6 separate regions of the Mus musculus genome follow, and all the other regions are linked to region 5. A link is a contact called in public Hi-C, HiChIP or PLAC-seq and promoter capture Hi-C data. All regions are on one chromosome and are shown on one strand. The core of a region is the stretch at or near the end of the contact, and the rest is flanking DNA. Distances in the headings are between cores, read along the strand shown. Region 1 overlaps Opcml (opioid binding protein/cell adhesion molecule-like). Region 2 overlaps Opcml (opioid binding protein/cell adhesion molecule-like). Region 3 overlaps Opcml (opioid binding protein/cell adhesion molecule-like). Region 4 overlaps Opcml (opioid binding protein/cell adhesion molecule-like). Region 5 holds the start of Opcml (opioid binding protein/cell adhesion molecule-like). Region 6 has its middle 57 kb from the start of Spata19.

What was found. Promoter capture Hi-C pulls out the DNA fragments that hold promoters and counts their contacts. A called contact is a pair of places that touch in the nucleus more often than the background predicts. HiChIP or PLAC-seq counts read pairs in DNA pulled down with a chosen protein or histone mark.
Region 1: a Hi-C map of forebrain shows a contact between it and region 5, with 4 times the contacts expected there. The contact joins the enhancer-like site here to the promoter of Opcml in region 5. A contact is called at or near these places in 5 of 39 promoter capture datasets (cranial neural crest, embryonic stem cells, neural stem cells and 2 more), 7 of 484 Hi-C or Micro-C datasets (the HL-1 cell line, cerebellum, cerebral cortex and 3 more), 9 of 115 datasets of contacts at active chromatin or transcription factors (SST interneurons, T-cell acute lymphoblastic leukemia, embryonic basal ganglia and 6 more) and 2 of 9 other capture datasets (embryonic stem cells and pancreatic islet).
Region 2: an H3K4me3 HiChIP or PLAC-seq map of forebrain shows a contact between it and region 5, with 7 times the contacts expected there. The contact joins the enhancer-like site here to the promoter of Opcml in region 5. A contact is called at or near these places in 5 of 39 promoter capture datasets (the 3T3-L1 cell line, maxillary cranial neural crest, second pharyngeal arch cranial neural crest and 1 more), 2 of 484 Hi-C or Micro-C datasets (cerebral cortex and cortical neurons), 5 of 115 datasets of contacts at active chromatin or transcription factors (the NIH/3T3 cell line, astrocytes, embryonic forebrain and 2 more) and 2 of 9 other capture datasets (embryonic stem cells and pancreatic islet).
Region 3: a contact with region 5 is called in a promoter capture Hi-C map of hippocampal neurons, with 9 times the contacts expected there. The contact joins the enhancer-like site here to the promoter of Opcml in region 5. A contact is called at or near these places in 7 of 39 promoter capture datasets (the 3T3-L1 cell line, the C10 cell line, embryonic stem cells and 4 more), 6 of 484 Hi-C or Micro-C datasets (the N1E-115 cell line, cerebellar granule neurons, cerebellum and 2 more), 9 of 115 datasets of contacts at active chromatin or transcription factors (the NIH/3T3 cell line, SST interneurons, VIP interneurons and 6 more) and 2 of 9 other capture datasets (embryonic stem cells and liver).
Region 4: a contact with region 5 is called in a Hi-C map of nephron progenitors, with 2.8 times the contacts expected there. The contact joins the enhancer-like site here to the promoter of Opcml in region 5. A contact is called at or near these places in 5 of 39 promoter capture datasets (the 3T3-L1 cell line, cranial neural crest, frontonasal cranial neural crest and 2 more), 4 of 484 Hi-C or Micro-C datasets (cerebral cortex, cortical neurons and nephron progenitors), 3 of 115 datasets of contacts at active chromatin or transcription factors (SST interneurons, forebrain and neural progenitor cells) and 1 of 9 other capture datasets (adipose tissue).
Region 6: a contact with region 5 is called in an H3K4me3 HiChIP or PLAC-seq map of forebrain, with 7 times the contacts expected there. The contact joins the enhancer-like site here to the promoter of Opcml in region 5. A contact is called at or near these places in 9 of 39 promoter capture datasets (the 3T3-L1 cell line, the C10 cell line, cranial neural crest and 6 more), 2 of 484 Hi-C or Micro-C datasets (cerebral cortex and cortical neurons) and 4 of 115 datasets of contacts at active chromatin or transcription factors (embryonic basal ganglia, embryonic forebrain, forebrain and 1 more).

What each region holds. Positions count from the first base shown.
Region 1 is chr9:28,162,436-28,165,486 of GRCm38.p6, forward strand. All of the region lies in intron 1 of Opcml (opioid binding protein/cell adhesion molecule-like), which reads left to right. Among named protein-coding and RNA genes, the nearest start is that of Gm39313, 230 kb to the right of the region's middle. Within about 2 kb of position 1,701, at least 17 of the 459 cell types and tissues checked have an H3K27ac peak or open chromatin away from gene starts, as enhancers often do. A contact at or near this core is called in forebrain, neural progenitor cells and neural stem cells, where this site is marked.
Region 2 is chr9:28,216,725-28,220,080 of GRCm38.p6, forward strand. The region is part of intron 1 of Opcml (opioid binding protein/cell adhesion molecule-like); the gene reads left to right. Among named protein-coding and RNA genes, the nearest start is that of Gm39313, 180 kb to the right of the region's middle. Within about 2 kb of position 1,572, at least 6 of the 459 cell types and tissues checked have an H3K27ac peak or open chromatin away from gene starts, as enhancers often do. A contact at or near this core is called in cortical neurons and forebrain, where this site is marked.
Region 3 is chr9:28,195,957-28,198,948 of GRCm38.p6, forward strand. All of the region lies in intron 1 of Opcml (opioid binding protein/cell adhesion molecule-like), which reads left to right. Among named protein-coding and RNA genes, the nearest start is that of Gm39313, 200 kb to the right of the region's middle. Within about 2 kb of position 1,330, at least 13 of the 459 cell types and tissues checked have an H3K27ac peak or open chromatin away from gene starts, as enhancers often do. A contact at or near this core is called in the N1E-115 cell line, cerebellum and hippocampal neurons, where this site is marked.
Region 4 is chr9:28,079,151-28,082,430 of GRCm38.p6, forward strand. All of the region lies in intron 1 of Opcml (opioid binding protein/cell adhesion molecule-like), which reads left to right. Among named protein-coding and RNA genes, the nearest start is that of Opcml, 290 kb to the left of the region's middle. Within about 2 kb of position 1,686, at least 5 of the 459 cell types and tissues checked have an H3K27ac peak or open chromatin away from gene starts, as enhancers often do. A contact at or near this core is called in nephron progenitors, where this site is marked.
Region 5 is chr9:27,790,033-27,793,277 of GRCm38.p6, forward strand. It overlaps Opcml (opioid binding protein/cell adhesion molecule-like), which reads left to right and starts at 1,267. Exons shown (of 8, transcript NM_177906.5): 1 at 1,267-1,414. The coding sequence starts at 1,354. Gm39314 (a long non-coding RNA gene) reads right to left here and starts at 1,037. Exons shown (of 3, transcript XR_870601.1): 1 at 954-1,037.
Region 6 is chr9:27,452,739-27,455,873 of GRCm38.p6, forward strand. No RefSeq gene overlaps it. Among named protein-coding and RNA genes, the nearest start is that of Spata19, 57 kb to the left of the region's middle. Within about 2 kb of position 1,758, at least 23 of the 459 cell types and tissues checked have an H3K27ac peak or open chromatin away from gene starts, as enhancers often do. A contact at or near this core is called in cerebral cortex, cortical neurons and forebrain, where this site is marked.

The DNA of each region.
Region 1 (3,051 bases), core at 451-2,950, 370 kb after region 5:
TAGTACCCTAAGGGGAGAATTATCTGCAAGTCCCTTGAGAGGAGGAGCAAGAACTAAATGAAGGAGTAATCAGGAGAAACAGGATGAGAAGAAATTAAATAAAATAAAGATTTTGGGTTCAATCGCCATGTGAGTGGGGAAGATAATCTCCCTCCTCCAAGAAAGAGAAGTCAACAAAAAGGTGAAAGGGTAGGTGGTAGGCACTGATTACTGGAAGAGCAGCCTTGGAGTGAGTGACCCATTCCAGAGTAGCCTATGCTGAACCACAGATTTGGGAGCTGTTGGCTATGGCCAAGTGCTGACAACATGCAATCACCCTGGAGGTGCTACATGAAGAGATGCATGGGGTCTTGAAGGCAAAACAGGGAGACCCTAATGTTGACCTATAATTTCTTTAAGAATGAGAAAACATATAAGCATCAACATTTATAGCTGAAAAAAATGGGATTGAAAAATATTACAAAAAATCTCTCTGACTCATCATAAGCCTGTGGAGAGGGCCTTTGACAAGATAGACTGTAGTCAGAATGTTTGGCCCCAAATTAGAAGGCAGCTAGCTTTCAGATCTGTTTGGAATTGGGCAGAGTTAGAAAAGAAAATGGGATTGTGTTTATTGATAATTTTTAACAAGCGTCTAGTGGTTTTGCATACATTATTTATTTTGCATTTTTCAGCAACTCTGAAATTTGGACTATATTATCGTATTATTAATGATGAGGGATCCAAACAAAGAAGTGATGAGATAATGACGCAAGCAGCCAGTGGGCACTGCTAGCACCAGAGTGGCCCTTCAGGCATGGTACCTAACCCTGCATCTTTCGTCCACTGAGGAAACATCTTTCTCAGGTTGTCATCTAGATCATCTTATGGATGTTTAACCTCTGTCTGTCTGTCTTCCTGTCCATCTGTTTGTCCCTCTGTCTGTCTATCTCTCTGTGTATTTGTTTGTGTGTTTGTGAATGTGTGTATGTGCATGCACGCACACACATACATGCACTTGCATGAATGCACACATGTGCATGTAAAGTATGGAGATGAGAGAACAAACTTAGGCATCATTCTTTTGGCACTGATGATCTAGAACCTGACAAATAGGCTGAACTGGATAGCCAGGGAGTCCCAGATATCTACCTGTTACTGCTTGTCCAGCAATGAGATTCTAAGTGCATGCTACTTAGCCCAGCTAGTTAACACACATTCTAAGGCTCTAACTCAGGTCTTCAGGCTTGTAAAGCAAAGCAGTTGAACTATCTCCCAGCCCCCTATTCTAACCCATTTTAGCCCCATTTTCTTTCACTGCTATTTCTAGTTACGAATAGGTACAGCCAAACACTGGAGAAAAGTGCAAGCCTATTTGCCTTTAATCACACACTTCTCTTCTAGATAATATGCAAAAGATGCAGGGGTAGTGATTCAAAACAATGCCAGCACTCACAGAGCTGACTTGCAGAGCAGTGTTAACACTCCCACAAAGAGCACGGGGCTGATAATTGCAAACGACTTTATTCTGTTTCACATCTGAATTACCCTGAGCTTACTGTCCCAATTGTGCCTGAGTTGGTCCCGTCAGGTTCCAATTCTCCATGCTGTCCTGGTCAAGGGGGAAGTTTTGCTGACGTGCAGGACTCAGCTGAGAGCCAGGAAGTCCATGTATCCCCTACCCCTCTCCACACAACTGTGTGTTCTCACCATTCTGGCTATTCTCAGTAAATCTCCTGCTGTCTCCATGGCTACTCACAGCCAAGACAACTGATCCCTCTGTGTTTCCATGACCTGTGCCAATGTTGCAGCATTAAAAGCTTCTTTTATGTAGAACTGTGTTAAAAGGACAGCTCTGAGGACTGGGGAAATGGCTCGGTGGGTAAGAGTGCTTGCTCTTCAAACATAAGACCCTGGGTTCAAATCCGTAGCACCCAGGTAAAAAGCCAGAAAGAATTCTCCACACACCTGAATACTAGCACTAAGGAGGGGCAGATACAGGAGGACAGGTGGGGTTTGCTGGCTTCTAGCTAAGCTTTAAGCTTAGTTAGAGATGCTGACTCAAAAACATAAAGCTGAGAATGGTTCAGTGGAACACTCAAGGTCCCACTTTGGCCTCCAGATGTACGCACAGGCATACATGCACATTCACACATGTGCATATTCCATACACACATACACCCACACAGTACATAAATATACTACAAACAAACACATAAACCGTGAAAATAAACAATAATACATTCTGCACTTAAATTCTTGGCTTTGAATCCTGTCTCTGTTATCATTCGTTATGTGAGCCAGGGCAGGTAATTTAATCTCTGTATAGCAATCTCATCATTCAAATTAACTGAATAAACTATTGGGGCTACTCTGTGGATTAAAAAAGTTTATGCAGGGAACATAAGGACTCAAGAACCTTATGTGGGGGTGTTTATTATTATGGTATATCATAATATTTAAATGCGTCCTTTTCTATTTAATTTTGAGGGCCTTACAGGTGTTGGCCATTTCTTATTATCCTATAGTTTTCTTGTCCAAGCATTATCTGTCACAGAGCAAAGGCGTTATTACTGCTTGGGTGAAAGAAGAGAGAGACTTTTATCCTCAAGTGATTGAGGCACCATCAGACAATTAATGAATCCACTCACTGGGAGTGGATGCAAAACTTACACACAGTGGCCCACACAGCATGCTTCTTTCAAGAAGAAAGTCATTGTCTTCATCATTTAGGTTTCCCCGTGATAGATGGAGATAGATCCACCGAGACTTGCCACAGTTGAGGTGCATTTTGGGATTTGGGGCTCTAGACACCCATGTAGTCTGAAGTCATCAAAGAAGCATCCTGAAGAAAAACAGGGTGTAACCTTAGAGGAAAGGTCAGGAGCAGAAAGCATGTGGTAGGGCACCTCCTACAAAACTGCCTGGTGCCTGCTCTCCTTGGTGCTGTAAGTAAACAAGAGACTCACAGAGCAAGAACCTGGGGCTACCACCTTCAAAGCCTAGCTGCCTAATCAGGAGAAAACTGACTTCATCTTGAAAGCAGGAAGTAGTACAGCTCCATGATCAAGC
Region 2 (3,356 bases), core at 322-2,821, 430 kb after region 5:
CACCTATACCCACAGACCATTTTGCCTATTTTCCATTTAAGACCCTAAATGGTTGACTGTCTTCTTGGACTCTCCAGTAAAAGTTCCTGGCAGAGAGAGTCTCCCCCAACTAGAGCATACTTCTTGTATAGATGGACCTTAGTTTCTTGCTACACATAATCTGGCAGCTAATCAATAGTTCAATACCAGATCTGTGCCAAACATCATTCTGTGTTGTAGTTTTGGAGTGTTAAATAGAAATATCTGTGCCTTGTGAAGGTAGTGGGTAACAATATATACTCAATTTTGGATATATCATGAAGTCAGAACCAATGAGATTTCAATGGACAAAAATGATATTAGAAAAGAAGGAAAGAAAGAAGAAAGGAAAGAAAGAAGGGAAGGAGGGAAGGAGAAAGAAAAGGTGAAAGGACAAGAAAGAAGGAATGCAATAAGGAATCAGAATAGCTCTGGGATTTTTGTAAGAGCAACTAGAACAGTGTTGTGTCCATTCATTGGCACCAGGAAGGAGGAGGAGTCTGCTGGAGGCACAGAGAGCAGTCCCACTATAGACAGCTGATAGATGTTTAAGCAGAGCAAGAAATCCAAGGAAAGTCCCATGATGGGAACAGGACTCTGGAGACAGCAGTCCTTGGGACCAGATTTCTGAAAGCAGTAAGATGACTAGATGTAGAAATCCTTTAGCAACTATACATAGTAGGGATTCTTTTTTTTTCTTGAGCTCTGTTTATTAAAAACAACCACCTGGGAGACTATTTAAAAAAAAAAAAAAAAGCAGGTCCTACTGTGGCCTTTTTCCCAAAGGGCCTGGACTCCCATCGTGCTCCCAGCTTGATCTGTAGTCCTCCTGCTTGTTTTACAGCGATGATACTTTCATAATGGATGGCCATACCTTCACCTCCATTCTAATGAGGAAAGCATCCAGAAGGCAGAATGTGTGTGGCACTCAGAGGTCAGAGCATGCAGTTGCCATCAAGCATCTGTAAATTTTCTGTGTGCTAAAAACTAAGGAATATCCTCAATTATTTGGAGTCTGTTCACTCTATTGCTCCTGTGTGGTATTAAAATTGTGCTATCCATTCGCTGTAGGGGATATTAGTGTGCGCTGCCAGGATTTGGCTTTAGGCTTGATTCAAGTTCCTTGTTTACATGCTAAGATACGCACTATCTTTGGAGTTTATTGTGTTTCAAGAATGAGATTATGTTGTTCATGCAAGAAACTATTTACAAGACAGACATGGTCCTGGTCCTGTTCTTTCTCTTTTCTTTCTCCTTGTTCCTTTTCTGTGCAAGTTTCAAAGTTTGAGGTCTAAATTCCTGCTTAAGAAAATGGAGAATGAAATGCTGATTTCTTGATGGGTTTTAAGGACTCTTTTAGTGAAGCACAAAAACAATCCACATTCCAGCTAACAGCTAATCCCAAGGACAGGAGAAAGAATGGGTGGCAAGCAACAGCTAATCCCAAGGACAGGAGAAAGAATGGGTGGCAAGCGGCCAGCCATCCCTACAGCCTGATAGGCAGATGGAAAGAGGTGGGACAGCTCTTCATAGGTCCACTGTCTCTCTGGGGAAGGACAGAATAGAAAGACCATTTTCACATGATGACTATGAGCAAACCCAGCTCTGTCACTGAGCTTTAAATAAGTCATTTTCAAATGCATTTGGCTTATTTCACAGTGTTCAGAAATGGCAGGTGTAAATTGTAACTACCAGATCCTGCCTAAATTTGGCCTGTGTACCAAGAAGACAGATGTCATCACACCCCTCCTTGGAGCCGATGGCAGGGGCAGTCACAGGGAAATTGCCCAAAGGGCAGTTTGCTCTTCCTTGAGGACAATGTAATTATAGTCCCCTGTGTCTCCTAACTTGCACACTCTTGGCACTGACTTTGTAAGGGCTGGTGACACATTACAGACTACAGCAAAAGGATATATCACGGTGATACAGCATGAGACAGGGACGACATTTTCCTGCTTCAGGCGAGCATGGCTATGCCTCTGGCATTCATACACAGAGAAAATTGGGCAAACAAGTAGGCTTGTTGGCTCACTTGGCTTCTCACTCCTAGCTCTCCAACTTTATTCTCTCATCTGTGAAAGGAGGAAGCACACGGATGCCTTTCCTTGCTCACACCTAGAAAATAAGTCACAGATTTTATGATTTGGGGAAAATGGAGATGGATCAGATTTTATTTGCTAGGTTGTTTTGAATTTTATTCAGTTACCACTCAGTTCTTTTACACACTGAGCACCACGATGACTGATTTTCTTTAATGTCAACATTAATTTTTAGGTATTATTTTTTTTCAAGTGACTAATAGGTATTTTGTTTCTTCTAGCACCCCCCCCTTTATCAGTAAAAAGTCACTGAACTTCAAGGTCAGAATCTTATTTATTTCATATATATATATATATATATATATATATATATATATATATATGTATATATGCATTATATGATTTGAATGGTACTGCCCAGATTAATATAAGGAACAAACAGCATTGTCACCATGATGGCTGTCATGCATCAATACGGAGGTAATAAACCTCACGAATGAATTCTTTGAATATTGCAAACAATCCTGGCATAATCTTTCCCGAGCATCATCATGAAAGCAGACACAGGACCATTTCCTCAGTCCCGTGTCTGTGAAGCCATAACAGCATTTTAAGAAAAATAATAATATCCTTTTCTACTGCCCTTGAATGACAAAGCTGATGGAAAATAAAGTCATAGATAACTCTGGCTTACAGTATAAGCATCCTGTACCCATCTTTGGGGTTATTAACAGGTGCCAATCAAAGGTGGAAATATCAAATCTCAGTGAAACTCCCAGAAAATGGTAGGACCAGTATCATCCATACAGGATCAGCCTGCCCACACCAACAACAACCAGGAATTGCTTCTTCTGATACCAGCTTTATTTTATGGGAGTTCTGTCTGCGCACAAAGAAAAGTCACTGGAGTTCATTGTTTTCTTAGCAGGTGGGATCTGTGAGTTTAAAGGGAGCTCCAGATGGGAAGAGATGATGAAAGACCCATCAGAAAGACTCATTTTCTCATGGGTGTTAAACATTACATTTAGAGGGTCCATAGGGCCCTTGAAACCAATAGAACTAATGAGAGAGCTGATGTTGAAACAGTCCTGTACTAACTAAGATGGGGGAATGTGCCAAGACAAAGAGCCCAGTGACCTCATTGAGAGTGAAGACAACAGAATTGTAGTCTCAGAAAACCTCTCTCTCTCAGACAGAAGCAAGAGAAAAAGAACACTATTCTGGAGTTTCATTGTTTTAGTCTAAATCACATTGAGGTGACCCATGGAGCCAGAGTAGATGGTGCCAGCAGCAGTGTGC
Region 3 (2,992 bases), core at 80-2,579, 410 kb after region 5:
TCCGAGCCTATCCACCTCCCATCAGCGTTTGTTTTCTCTCTTTGCTTCTCACTAGCTCCACCTCGTATCTCTTCCACTCCTTTGAGCCTGTATGTCTGATTCAAAGAGCACCAGATTATGGGGAGGCCACTCCTCGTTCCCCCTCTGCCTCCTGAATGCCTGCCTAACCTACCAGGATGCTGGCTTACATCTAGTGTTAGAGGTTCCCAGGCTGCTACAGGTGTCTGGTGTTTCTCACAGCTTTCCCTACTGATCTAGAAAGTTGCTTCTTTCTAGATGGAATGTCTACCCCTGTGTGCCTTCGTGTACTTCTGATCTTCAGCAGACAGAGGCAGGGAAAGGAGAACTGAGGCCCTGCCAGCACTAAGAGCTCATCTGTGGAGAGCTTTGGCTTTGGTTGTAGAGCTTGGACATTTCAACAGACACTCTATTCTCATCCTGCCAGAACCATCCTCCTCTCTATGCACATCATTTCAAACCACTTACTCCATCTTTCCTCACAGGAGCCCCTTTTCCCAGCAAGAAAACTAAATGGGCTTTACTGCATACATTATTAATTTCCCTTACCTGTCTCTCACTCTCCTGTCTCAGACACTACATTCCTGAGCATCTGCAGATGCTAGAAATAAGCTTCTCAAGCTAAGTAGATTCTGAGGTCTTTTGAGTAAATACAGGTGAGGGACACACTGTCAGATGGATGTGTGGAGGGGGATATGCTACTTCTTGGTCAATATTGCTTTTTCCCCTCTCAGTGGAGGCTTGCAGCTGTTGCCTATGGCAACTCTCCAACTTGTTGGATTGCATTCTGCTCTCTTCTTGTGTGTCTAAGCAACTTACTCTTCATGTGTTTTGCTAACTAAAACAAAGGAAACTACTTTTGGTGTTTCTGTTTGCAAAGGCCATGTGTGGGAGAAGGATACCCAATTAGAAGAAAAGCCATGCCTTAGCAATCCTGGGCATGGACACACTGTACCCACTGCGGCATTGGTGTCGCCCAGCCTCAGCCCAGTCTGCACTTGAGAAATTTCATCCTGTACTCTAAATTATCACAGACTTCTACAGAGCATTGCAGGTGGAGGTGCTTTCTGAAATGTTATAAATATTCATGGTTGATTATTGGTCAGCCATATGGAACATCTGATGGGATGGGGACAGGTTTAGCTGGTGTTGCTATCAGAGGGGATCCTGACTCAAAAGCAGGGCTCCATCTGTAATAACAGTTTAAAGAAATAAGTGACAAGCTGTGGAGGAAAGGAAGGAGCAGCTCCTGTGCCTGCCCTTGCACAGAGAAATGACATCACTAAAGGGGAACAGGACACAATGGAAGCCAGCTTGTTCTGGTCAAGTCTTGGCAGTTATTCAGCTAACCACACGGTAATCAGGACGCCATTCTGCCTGTCTCCCAGGCTTCTGTAATAAGTGGGGGTAAATAGCACTTCAGGTGTTATTTATTGTTAGGAATTATGTTGTGAAGGTCACAAGAAACAATATAGACATGCAAGCATCACCAAATGGGAGTTCAGCATGACGTTAATTAACCTGAATTGAGTATCAGACACAGTAAGGTAGATGGACACATAAGAAAAAATGCCAGTCAGATTCTTTCTTTCAGAGATTTCCTTTTAGTGACTACATCTGTAAATTTGGATAAAATGCCCAGTAGAAAAACAGTCAGGATGAAGAGAAGAAGAATCTGGGAAGCGGGGAAAAATGCTCAAGAAAATACCAGCAGAGGGAAGTGACAATAATTACACATAAACCAGAGTGCCAAAGGACCTTGCTGGTCTTCTCTATGGAGCCTGGCTCTCAGGGCTCTGCTTTCTCCTGCAGCCCAAGGGTGCTGGGTTGAGAGAAAAGACAGCCACCTGGTGGTTGCCGCAGGGTACTATTTCAGCTCACTTGGGTATGGCTAGGTGAGGATTGCACAGGACTTTGTAGAACAGCAAAGAAGGCAGAGAACAGGGAGGAAGCACATCCTGATGCAAGTGTCACAGCTGGAAGCGAAGGCCCAGAGCCAGCCTCCCAAGTCATCTGTGGTCTCTGGCCCCCATCCTCCTCCTGCCTTCAGTGCTCCAAAGGACAAGAACAGAGGTTGAAGACACCCCATCCGTTGGGAAACCCCTCTGCAGCACTTGAAAAGATGTTGTAGTTCAGATGGGGGAGGGGGCATCTCAGTCCTGGGAATCTCCAGGCTTTGGAATGAAAACCTGAGTGTTCCTGAAGAACGCTCAAGTTATTTTCCTTTTCATGCATTGCATTTTGCAACACTTAAGGCACTCCACTCTCCTTGGTTGAGCCTGCCAGTGGGGAAGGCAAGCAGGCCCCGGTGCTAGCAGTGGGAGCTGGAGAGAGCGGTGGGATGAAAGGGCCGAGGGAACCTTATTAATAGTTAAGTGGACAAGACTGATAATGGCATATCTTTTTATTGGCCCCACAGATAAGTTATAATACACAAGCTTGCAGGCAGCTCCTGTGATTTGCATTGATACAATTCAGGCTGAGGTTTTCATTATACAGCAGGGATGAATCTGGGGCCTGTGTTATCAAAGGCAGTGAAAGGAGCTGGCGAACTATCTCACATTCTGTGTGTGCCTATTCATTAATGGTTAGTAAGGTGCTTTGTCCCAGGTGGTATTGGGTGTTTCACAGTGAACCATTAACAATTTGAACAGCTTCATACATATGCCTTATTGATGTATAAAATCCTTGCAACCTAGGCTTTTCTTCTCTCTTTCTTACTCAATGAATTCTGCTTTGCTGGAGTTTGTTGTAAAACCAAGTGGCACTCTCTTTGAGGACAGGGACCTTGCAGATGGACCAGGACCGGTGACACAAAGCCTCGGGAAGCTGACAAAGGGATGGTAGGTCTTTAAAAAGTCACATGTAAGCAGAAGTTGACTTTTGTTTTGTTCTACTTTTCATTAGCCTACAGGGTAATAGACATCATAATGGGAATTTTTTGAATAAAGTGAACTTAAGTAGATTTTCCTTC
Region 4 (3,280 bases), core at 436-2,935, 290 kb after region 5:
TTGGGCTATTTTCTCATCAAGGTTCTCAATTTTAAGAAATACTATAGGGCCAGCATGATGGCTCAGTAGATAAAGATGCTTGCAGCCAAGTCTAACCATGTGAGTTTGATCTCCATGGAACCCACATGGTAGAAGGAGAAATCCAACTCTCATAGGTTATCCTCTGACTGCCACATTTATTGCATGGCACTCTCATGCCCCTGCCCCCATAACAAATACTGAAAGTCATTTGAAATAAAAGAATAAATGCATGTTCTGCCAGTGCTGTACACTGGGGGATGGCTTGTGTATTTCACCTTTTTATCTCCAAGACAAAATACTTGAGAAAGCAATGCAAGGTGGCGAAGGGTATTTTGGTTCACAATTCCAAAGGTTTCAGTCCATGATCTCTTGGCTCTGTTCTTGAGCAGAACACCCCAGCAGTAGACATATGTATCAAAAAATGTTCTTCATCTCATGGTGGATCAGAAGCAGTGAGAGAAGAAAAGTCTGGTGACAATGTATAACCTTCAAAGGCATGCCCTTCTACTTCTTTCAGATAAAGTCTCTCTACCCTAATATTTCAGGCACTGGCCAGAATAATACAACCAATCAGCTACCATGCACTCTGCACATGAGCCTGCGAGGAACACCCCATGTTCAGAACCATAACAGGTACACAGAAGACTCTGATCCATTTATTTACCTTGGGATGGTTTCTAATTTTTGCAGGTGTCTTATTCGTCCTTGGAACTTTGCTCACCATTCTGGTTGCTCAAGGGCATTCATTTTACATCAGAGGCAAAGCTGGAATCCTAAAATGGCTTCTTTGACTTTTAAGAAGGCTATGACCTACTTCCTCTTCCTGCTACTTGGCCTGTGTTTAGGACATATTCATTTTAGCATAAAACAAGCTCCCACCTACAGAATTTCCTAAGAATTAACGGTCCAGAAGTTCTCCTTCTCTGAAGGAGTATGCTTTGTTCTTTCCTTGTAGTACAGTGTGCTGAGAATCATGGAGAGGAAGGATTACATGGCTTTGCACTGATGCCTCCTATGAAGATCTAGGAGAGGGGTGTCTTCTAGTTCCAGCCCACCTTTTCAGAAACACATCTTTTTGCACAGGGCAGAGTCGTTTTCAAGTCAACCGAATAGCATCATGAAGGAAATGGGCATTTGGGGACTTGCTGCTTCCTCATAGACTACTGACTATACAGCTTGTCTGTTCTAGGTTCCAACATTCAGGTTTGCACTCTTCATTAGCTTATTGGGTTAGTTCATTTGGTCCCATTAGATGAATGCTTAGCAATATTGGGGACTAGCAATGGATGCTCTGTCAATATTCAAGGCTCTGTATGTTCTCCACTTGCCTCCACTGGGAAGCTATGAGGACCAGGGTAACTCTGAAATGCAGGCTCTCCAGTGGTTATGAGCTTTCTCCATAGTGGAATCAAGATGCACCGGCTTGTAGCTTTGACCTGACTCATTCCCTCAGGTGTTTTTCTTTCTGACCAAATAAACAATTGTCTCCATATCAGTCTCAGTGTCTGCTTCTAGCAGAACCCACAGCAGAGCAGTGGTGCCTTTCTAAGTACCCCAGAAGAACTTCCAGTTCCTTAAGAAAAGAGCAGAGAAGACTGGGGTAGACTCTGAATCCCACGTGGATAGCTGGCTTCTCTGCCTGTCCAAAAACCTGGCTCTGCCTTCCTCTGCTTCCCAGCCTTATCCCCGCCTTCCTTTCCCACAGCAGATGTCTGCTTTCCTCTGCAGGGTCTTGTCTTCTTGCTGTGAACACATTTGCAGTGAGTCAGAGCCCTTCGCTCCACTGCACCTGGAAGGATAAATGCTTCTCACCTCTTGCCCCCTAGATCAAGTTACTTTGCAGCTGGTTATTGCAACAAAAATAACTGCAGGTAAAAATGGCAAGTGAGGTGAGTGTAGGGGGCCAGCAAAGTTCTCTCCGCCCTCGGGAGATACAACATTCAAGGCACAACCACAATATGTCTGCTCAGTTCTTCTCAGGGCTGGGTTTTATGCTGTACAGTCTCCCAGCCTTGCAACTTGTGTGAGAAAACCTCAGCTTCTTTGCACTAAGTCCGACTCCACATTTCAGGAGACACTGGGGTTTAGAGTTCAGCAAGGCTCCCAGGTCTAAGCAGCTGCTTGTAACAAATAACCACTGAGTTTGACATTCTCACAAGGATGGAAGCCAGCTAATAAAAAAGCACAAGAGAGTGAAAATGTGCTCTGATTGTCTATGCTACTTACTATTGTGTGTGACTTTTAGTTTGTCTGTTTGTTTGTTTGTTTTTGCAAGGTGTATTATTTCTTTAGAATTGAAATAGTTTAAGTGTATAAATGTTAGTGGTTATTTTTAAATGGGGCAAGAAAATACCCCCAAAAAAGTAAGTAAAAAAGAAATATAATTGCAGAAACAGGCACAGTGTATCTTCTCTCAAACTAACTGAGCACCTCTCTACTTTACTTAGCTGGTATTATACAGTTAGTCAACGGCTCTACACAGTGCAGTGCTATTGTGGTTGAACGATGCCCTCCTCTCTCCTTCATATTTCCCATATTACCCTAGAACCTCTGAGTGTGTCCAAAGCTTGAAGAGGATATTTTTCTGCTATACAAGATGGAAATTGGGTCCTGGCACATGCTAGGCTAGCACAGTACTACAGAGGTAGCCCTGAAGCAAGAGGTTTTAAAGGGGGAATTGTGATTAAGTGAGATCATCAAGGTGAACCTACTTCAGTTATGCAGGGATGCACTCATGCTTGAGCACACACACACACACACACACACACACACACACACACCCCACATGACTATTTGCCTCTAAAACTTGGAATGTGGGGGAGGATTGTGTTGCTAACTAATCCAGCCTGTTCATTTTGTTATGGCAGCCCAATATTCCTCACAGGGGAGTAGGTTGGATTCTATCGACCCTGATTCTCTTGACTACACGATTTTGACTGCAGCCAAAGAGAGCTAGTTAGGTGTCTGTCTATTATACAGTTAGGACCAAGACAAGGCTGTTTTTCTTTCTGATATGGTGTATGATTGCTATGGATTACACTCGTCTTGTCCCCTATGGTTCATACACTAGAGGTTCAAGCCTCAGTAGAATAGCACTGAGTATTTCAGACCAGATAAATACATGGAAGATATCTAGGAGCTCAAGTGCTAAGGGGCCATTGAGAGTCTTATGGTTACAATGCCACTCTATCCATAAGAACTAATAGCCTCCAGGAGGAATGGGCCAGAGCTCATGGTGCTGTATTACTTGGGGTTGCTA
Region 5 (3,245 bases), core at 17-2,516:
TAAACTATGATTACACAGATGCAAATTGGATCATGGTGAAAGAAAGAAAGAAAGAAAGAAAGAAAGAAAGAAAGAAAGAAAGAAAGAAAGAAAGATTATTATTCCCTAGGCACTCAAGCCTCTTCTCTTTTCTTCCCCCGTCAGTCATTGGCCATTGAAGGAGGTGAAGGATGGCTGGCCCTCTGTTTCAGGTGAGCAGCCTGCAACTTTTTTTTTATTTAAATCTTTTGAAGAAAGAAAGAAAGAAAGAAAGAAAGAAAGAAGAAAGAAAGAAAGAGAGAGAGAGAAAGAGAGAAAAGAAAAAAGAAAGAAAAAAGAAGAAAGAAAGAAAGAAAGAAGAAAGAAGAAAGAAGAAAGGAAAAGGAAGGAAGGAAGGAAGGAAGGAAGGAAGGAAGGAAGGAAGGAAGGAAGGAAGGAAGGAAAAGAAAAGAAAGGTCAAAGTCACAGGCATGGCTGTGAGCCTTCTTCTGAGGACTTCTGCAAGTCTCTTCTTCCTTAAGACCTAATCTGGATGTCCCTATCTAAGTGTGCTGGGATCATGGCAATTGTTTGGGGTTTTGTCTTGGTAGAATTCCCTAATGCTCTAATTTGGGGGAGCTGGCTCAAATTAGATTCCCTGTATCTTTGATGAGAAAAAAAAAAAAAACCTGAACATGTCCATTTTCCAGCTGGGGAGTTAGGCTGCTTTCAAGTACTCTTGCTGGCGGGATGGGGACTTGATGCCTTTGAGCAGCCTGTGAGCAAAGCTCTGGCTGCATCCTGGGCTGGAGACCAGGAAGAAGGAATGATAAGGTCTTGGCATGAGCATTAGTCAATTTCTGCCAGGAAGCAGCCCTTTCCTGATCCTTGTGTCCCGAGACCTGCTGGGGTAAGATTTAGGAAAGGGCATTAGACCCCTCCTGCTGCCCACCCAGGAGCGGGTGTGCCCATGCGAAGCACACTGGCATACTCACACAGATCCCAGCAGTACTGCTGCGCGGTGAGGGGGGTGCGCAAGGGACAGGCTTCAACTCCCCTCGGAGTGGAGCCTTCCCAACAGGAAAGTCTCCCGGTGTCGCTCAGGAGAGTGGAGCCAATATGTGGCTTGGAGGTGGTCTGCTGTGCGCCCAGTGAAGATTGGTGCTAATGATTCTTAGCAGTTGTGTGTATGTGCAAGGGGAAAAAAAATCAGAGACGCTGTCTGCCTGCTCCCATCTCGCGCGCTCTCTCTCTCTTCTGCTCTCTCCCTCCCTTTGCAAACATTGGATTTAAACCTGCTCAGAATTCAGCACAGAGGAAGCAGCCTCGGTAGCAGCAGCAGTAGCAGCAGCACCAGCAGGAGCTAGCCGGGCCGCCGCGCACCACAGCCTCGAGATGTACCATCCCGCCTACTGGATCGTCTTCTCGGCCACCACTGCCCTGCTCTTCATCCCAGGTACCCAGCAAAGAAGGGTGTTTTCTCTCTCTGAGCAATGATGCCGCTGCTAGGGCAGAAGGGGAAGAGGGAGAGGCAAGGAGGAAAAGAGGGAGTGTAAGAGGCATGTGAGTAAGATAGGCTTGCCGCGTGTGCACACACACTCACTGGCTAGCTGGCTCTCAGGCAGACAGATGCCCACAGCAAGCGATTTGCTCCCTTCTCGGGAGAGCTGGGTTCGAGATCCGCACCGTGCTGCAAGGCGCTGCTGGTTCTGTGAAAGGCACAACTGGCATTGACCAGCTGTGGTCCCAAGGGTGACAGAAGAGGGGCTTAAACTCCGGGGCGCAAAAGCCTTCTTGAGCGCTGCTGTCGGGACCTGCAGCAGGAACTGGCATCCCGCTCAGTACTGGTCTCTGTTTTTCTGAATGTAGTAATCTCTGCGTCTCTGTTTCCTATGCTTTTTTCTTCCCCCCTTCCTGTTTTTTTTTCTCTCTTCCCAACGTTCTCTCCTCTCTTCTTTTCCATCCTTCTGAACCCTTCCCTTGATTCCCACTGCAGATCCCTACCTCCTTGTTTGCCTTCTCATTCTTTCACGAATTTTTCTCTACTGCATTTTTTTTTGTCTTAACACAATCCTTCCACCACCTCTTGTCCTTTCTTTATCCTTCCACCAAATGGGCAGATTGTGCCTTTGAAATCCACTTTCTCCTTCCTAATCATCACATCACAGCAGAGACATAAATTTTCCCTAGTAGATTTGATCTGGTCCAAGCCGGGCGAATGTTGGGAAATCTAATCCCAGTGGAGGGTTGCTAGAGTCCCAATGGTGGGCAGAGATGTTAATGCAGTGCTCTTTCTCACAGCACTTACTTGTTTGGGCAGACCAAGTCTGCAGTGACCCAGGTAAGATGCTTCAAGGCAACCTTCGCAACCCTCCCCAGTCAGCCTGCTAGACTCCTTGCAGACTCCCGCACATCTTAATAGGGTTGGTAATTGCTTCAGAGCCTTCTGCAAGCAGAGGACCATGCCTGCAGGCATCTTTCACACAATGCTGAAGGGGCTTGGAAGGCTTGCCAACATTTTAGGCAGCATCAAAGGGTCTCTGGGTCTTCCACACTAAACCTCACCCTTTAGGGGGCATTTCTTCCTCTCTCTCTCTCTCTCTCTCTCTCTCTCTCTCTCTCTCTCTCTCTCTCTCTCTCTCTTCCCTCTCTCTCCTCATGTTGCAAATGGAGATAGCATGTTTTCCGTTAAACATTAGCTTAGACCTAAATTCCCTTACATATGTACAGACATGAATGCCAATATTGTTAACCCTCACGTTCATAGGTGAAGCACATAATTCTTCATTTTATATTCAGGATGCCTCGGTGAGGTTTTCTTCCCTTTCATTTAAACCTAATTCTCCAAAGTTCTTCTAAGCTAACAAAGAAAATTAGAAAAAAAGAAAGGAACTTATTGGGATGAAAGAGAAAACTGATGATTTTTTAAAAAAGAAAAGATATCCCTTGTATAATGTTGCACCACTTTATTAAATACATTTTAATTCATTTGGAAATTTTATGCCTCCCCATTAAGTTTTGAATTCTATTTCTCTGAGAAGAGATGGGTTCCAAACCAAATTCCCAGATGTCTTTTGGGGCTGGCAAGTTCAGAGTTGGGAGGGTGTCCCTTTTCTTTTTCTAGGGTCTCCAGTGTTCCAGTGGGAGTGGGGAAAGCCACAGGCAGAGCCCAGTGCTCAGTACCTGCTTGAGCCTGGTAGAGGGAGCCAGGTGGGTGCTTCTGGTCCTCTGCAAAAAGAGAAACTTTCCTGAGAGTTCAGGAGGAAGCTCATCACGGACTAAGACTA
Region 6 (3,135 bases), core at 508-3,007, 340 kb before region 5:
CATATGTAGCAATTCTTACCTTATTGTTGCTTTCTGGACCTGCTTTACCACTGGACAGGCCACACTCAGTGTCCTGACTTCAGGATAAATATCCTGGGATCAAATCCAAAGAGGTGTAGGCTGCATCCCTAGACAGCAGGCATCTTGCTCCCCGAGGGGCTCTGGATTCACAGAGGTGGAGGCAAGACTGATACTCAGGGGTGGCTCAGCAGGATTTGTAAGCACAGCATAAGAACAGGGGAGCATCTGCAAAGCGTTCATCTGCCTTTCCCTGTTTTGATTTGGCATGTCTGTGTAGAACATGCCATGTGTCTTCAGCTGTCTTAAATGAATATTTAGAAAACGCTCATGTTTTTGGTTCCCATTATGCTTTCAGATTCCCTCAGATTTATTCTGATGTGTTGCCTCCATAGTAGTCAGAGCTCTATTCCTGACTGCCTCCCAAAGCAGACATGAAAAATTAAATCAGATAACCCATATCTGGGCACCGATTTTCTTTCCACTGAATGTATTTGTGTCTTTTCATTTATTCCTCATTAGAACACTCCATACAGGAACTCATGTATTAAAACATTACTTGCTTGGAAAATGGCAGCAAAATGCTGGCTATACAGGCATAAGGACTTGAATTCATATCTTCAGCACCTGTATAAAATGTCAGGAATTGTGGCAGGAGCCTGTGGTCCTAGATCTCAGAGGCAGAGGACATAGGATTCCTGGAGGGTCACCTGGCCATCCAATCTAGCTGAAACAGTGAATACCAGGCTCAGTGAAAGAGCCTATCTCAAAGAATAAGAGAGCATGATGGAGGGATACACCTTTGGCCTCTCCACAAATGGGTGCACATAAGTGCATCTCCTGACATGCACATACAGGTGAACATACATGTGTATATGATTCCCCAAGTATGTAGTGATCTAGACACTGTCCAGGGTGCTGAAGAGGCCATGAAGAACAACACCCGTGTCACTCAACCTTAATGACACAGAACACATTTATGGAAATGGAGGGCCTTTCATGGATACTTAGCAAGTGCACCAGGGATCCAGAACTAGAGTCTAGACTATTGCCCCAAGGTCACCTGCCATATTGTGATGTAGTCACCTGTTGCTGGAGCCTGCCGTGACATGTGCTTTTTATCTCCTCTTTTGCATGTGTAGTTTGCAACTTTCATCTTTATTTTCTAAAAGAAAAACAGTACAACACCAAGAATAATGCTTGAAGTGACACTCAGCTTTCTCCTCGAAGTTCTTTTATGTTGTGTGACCCAGTTCCAGGGAGATGTTTTCCTAATGTGGCTCCAGAGCTCACCCAGATCCGGCCAGCACTCCGGTTCCCGGAGGCTCTGGCTGCTGACTTACTTCTCCTGGACCGGATGGTAGGAAAGTAAAGGAAGTGTGTCTTCTCTTGGCAGCCCCAAACTCTGGCCTCTCCTGAGCCCTGGGCTGCAGCTGCCCTGGCTCTACCCTGACCCTGGTAACGTTCCTCAGAGCACAGCAAAGGTTAACTGAGATCACACAGCCAGGTGGATGCTTGGCTTCGCTTTCCCCGGGGCTAATTATGGAACTACATTAGATAAAAGTCAACATATGTTGTAAAAGGCACTGTGTATCATTGCTTGACAGTTTCTAACAATGTGCTCATGTAACAGCTGTCAAAGGCAGTGCTAGAAAATGAGTAATATGTTGATTTATGTATATCAGATCTGTCCTCATGCTCTGTGGTGGAGCAGACCAGGCAAGCTTGGCTCTGTGGGTGGAGACTCAGGGAGGGGTGGCCCAGGAAGGAAGGAAATTCCCTCATCTTCAGAAGCGTCTGGAAGGGCGGGCAGAGCCTGCAGCAGATGCTGCTTTCTGAGGTCCTTTAGAGAAAAATTGCCTGGAGGACATCTGCTTTCTTTTTACAGAAGAGGAAGGAGCCCATTGAAGAGTAAAATCCAAGTGTCCTGATAATGTGTGTGTGTGATCGGGTGGGGGTAAGGGCTGTGGAGTTCATTAGTTATGCTTTTTCTGTCCTCTGAATAGAGCTAAGGATCACATTAGCAGCTAACTACTTTGTTCTATGAGGGGTTGAGAAAAGGTGGGGTTTTTTGTTTTTGTTTGTTTTTTTTTTTTCTAGAAATCCCATGTTTAGGTTTTCTTTTCTTTCTTCCTCTGTTTTGTTTTGTTTTGTTTTGTTTTGTTTTGTCACGTAGGCTAGCCTTGAACTCGTGGCAATTCTCCTACCTCTGCCTCACCTGTGTTAGGGTTATAGATGTTCACCATCATGCCCTTTAGATTTTATTTTAATTTTGTGTGTTTTCTCTGTGTGGGTCTGCGCTGGTGAGGCCAGAAGAGAACACATGGATCCCCTGGAGAAGGAGTGCCTGGCAGTTGTGTGCCTTCCAACAGGGGTGCTGAGAACAAAATTATGGTTCTCCAGAGCAGCAATATGCCCTGTTGATTACTGTTTCATTTCTCCAGTCTCACAGCTTAGGTATTCTTTATAGTCAATGCACTGAAAATTAATTAAAAATATTCAGCTGATAAATAAAACTGTATGTATTTAAGGTTTTATATGTACACACCATGACAGGGTCACTGCAATCAAATCACTCGCTGTATCCTTTCTCCTTTGTGTTACATCTTAAATTCTCATCTTAGGACAAAGTCTGAACGTTGACCAGTGTCTCCACACTTCTCCTCTGCTCTTGTTTTTGGCAGCTACCATGCCACTCCGGGCTTCTTTGATGTCCACTGCTTTAGATTCCAGACTTCAGCGAGGTCTCACAGTGCTTGTCCTTCTGTGCTTGCTGTGGCTCCTTGAATGTAATGTCTTCTCTGAGCTAGCTTTGGTTGGGACATTTGGAGGAGCTTCTGCTGTAGCAGTAACAGCAATGCCAATGCACATTCCCATCAGCAGCCTGCCAAGCTTGCCCTCCTCAGCACCCCCAGTCCTTTTCTGATAACAGCCCTTCTGACAGGTGGAGGGTCTCACTGTTGTTTCAAATGACCATGACCGGACTCAACTTTCTCATGTTCTAAGCATCATTCTACTCAAAAATTATGTAGAGATGCAGCAAAATGAGACTTAAAGAGATGCTTCCCTTCCCTCTTGAGGTCTTACACCGTGCCCACTGGTGATGGGGGATCAGGG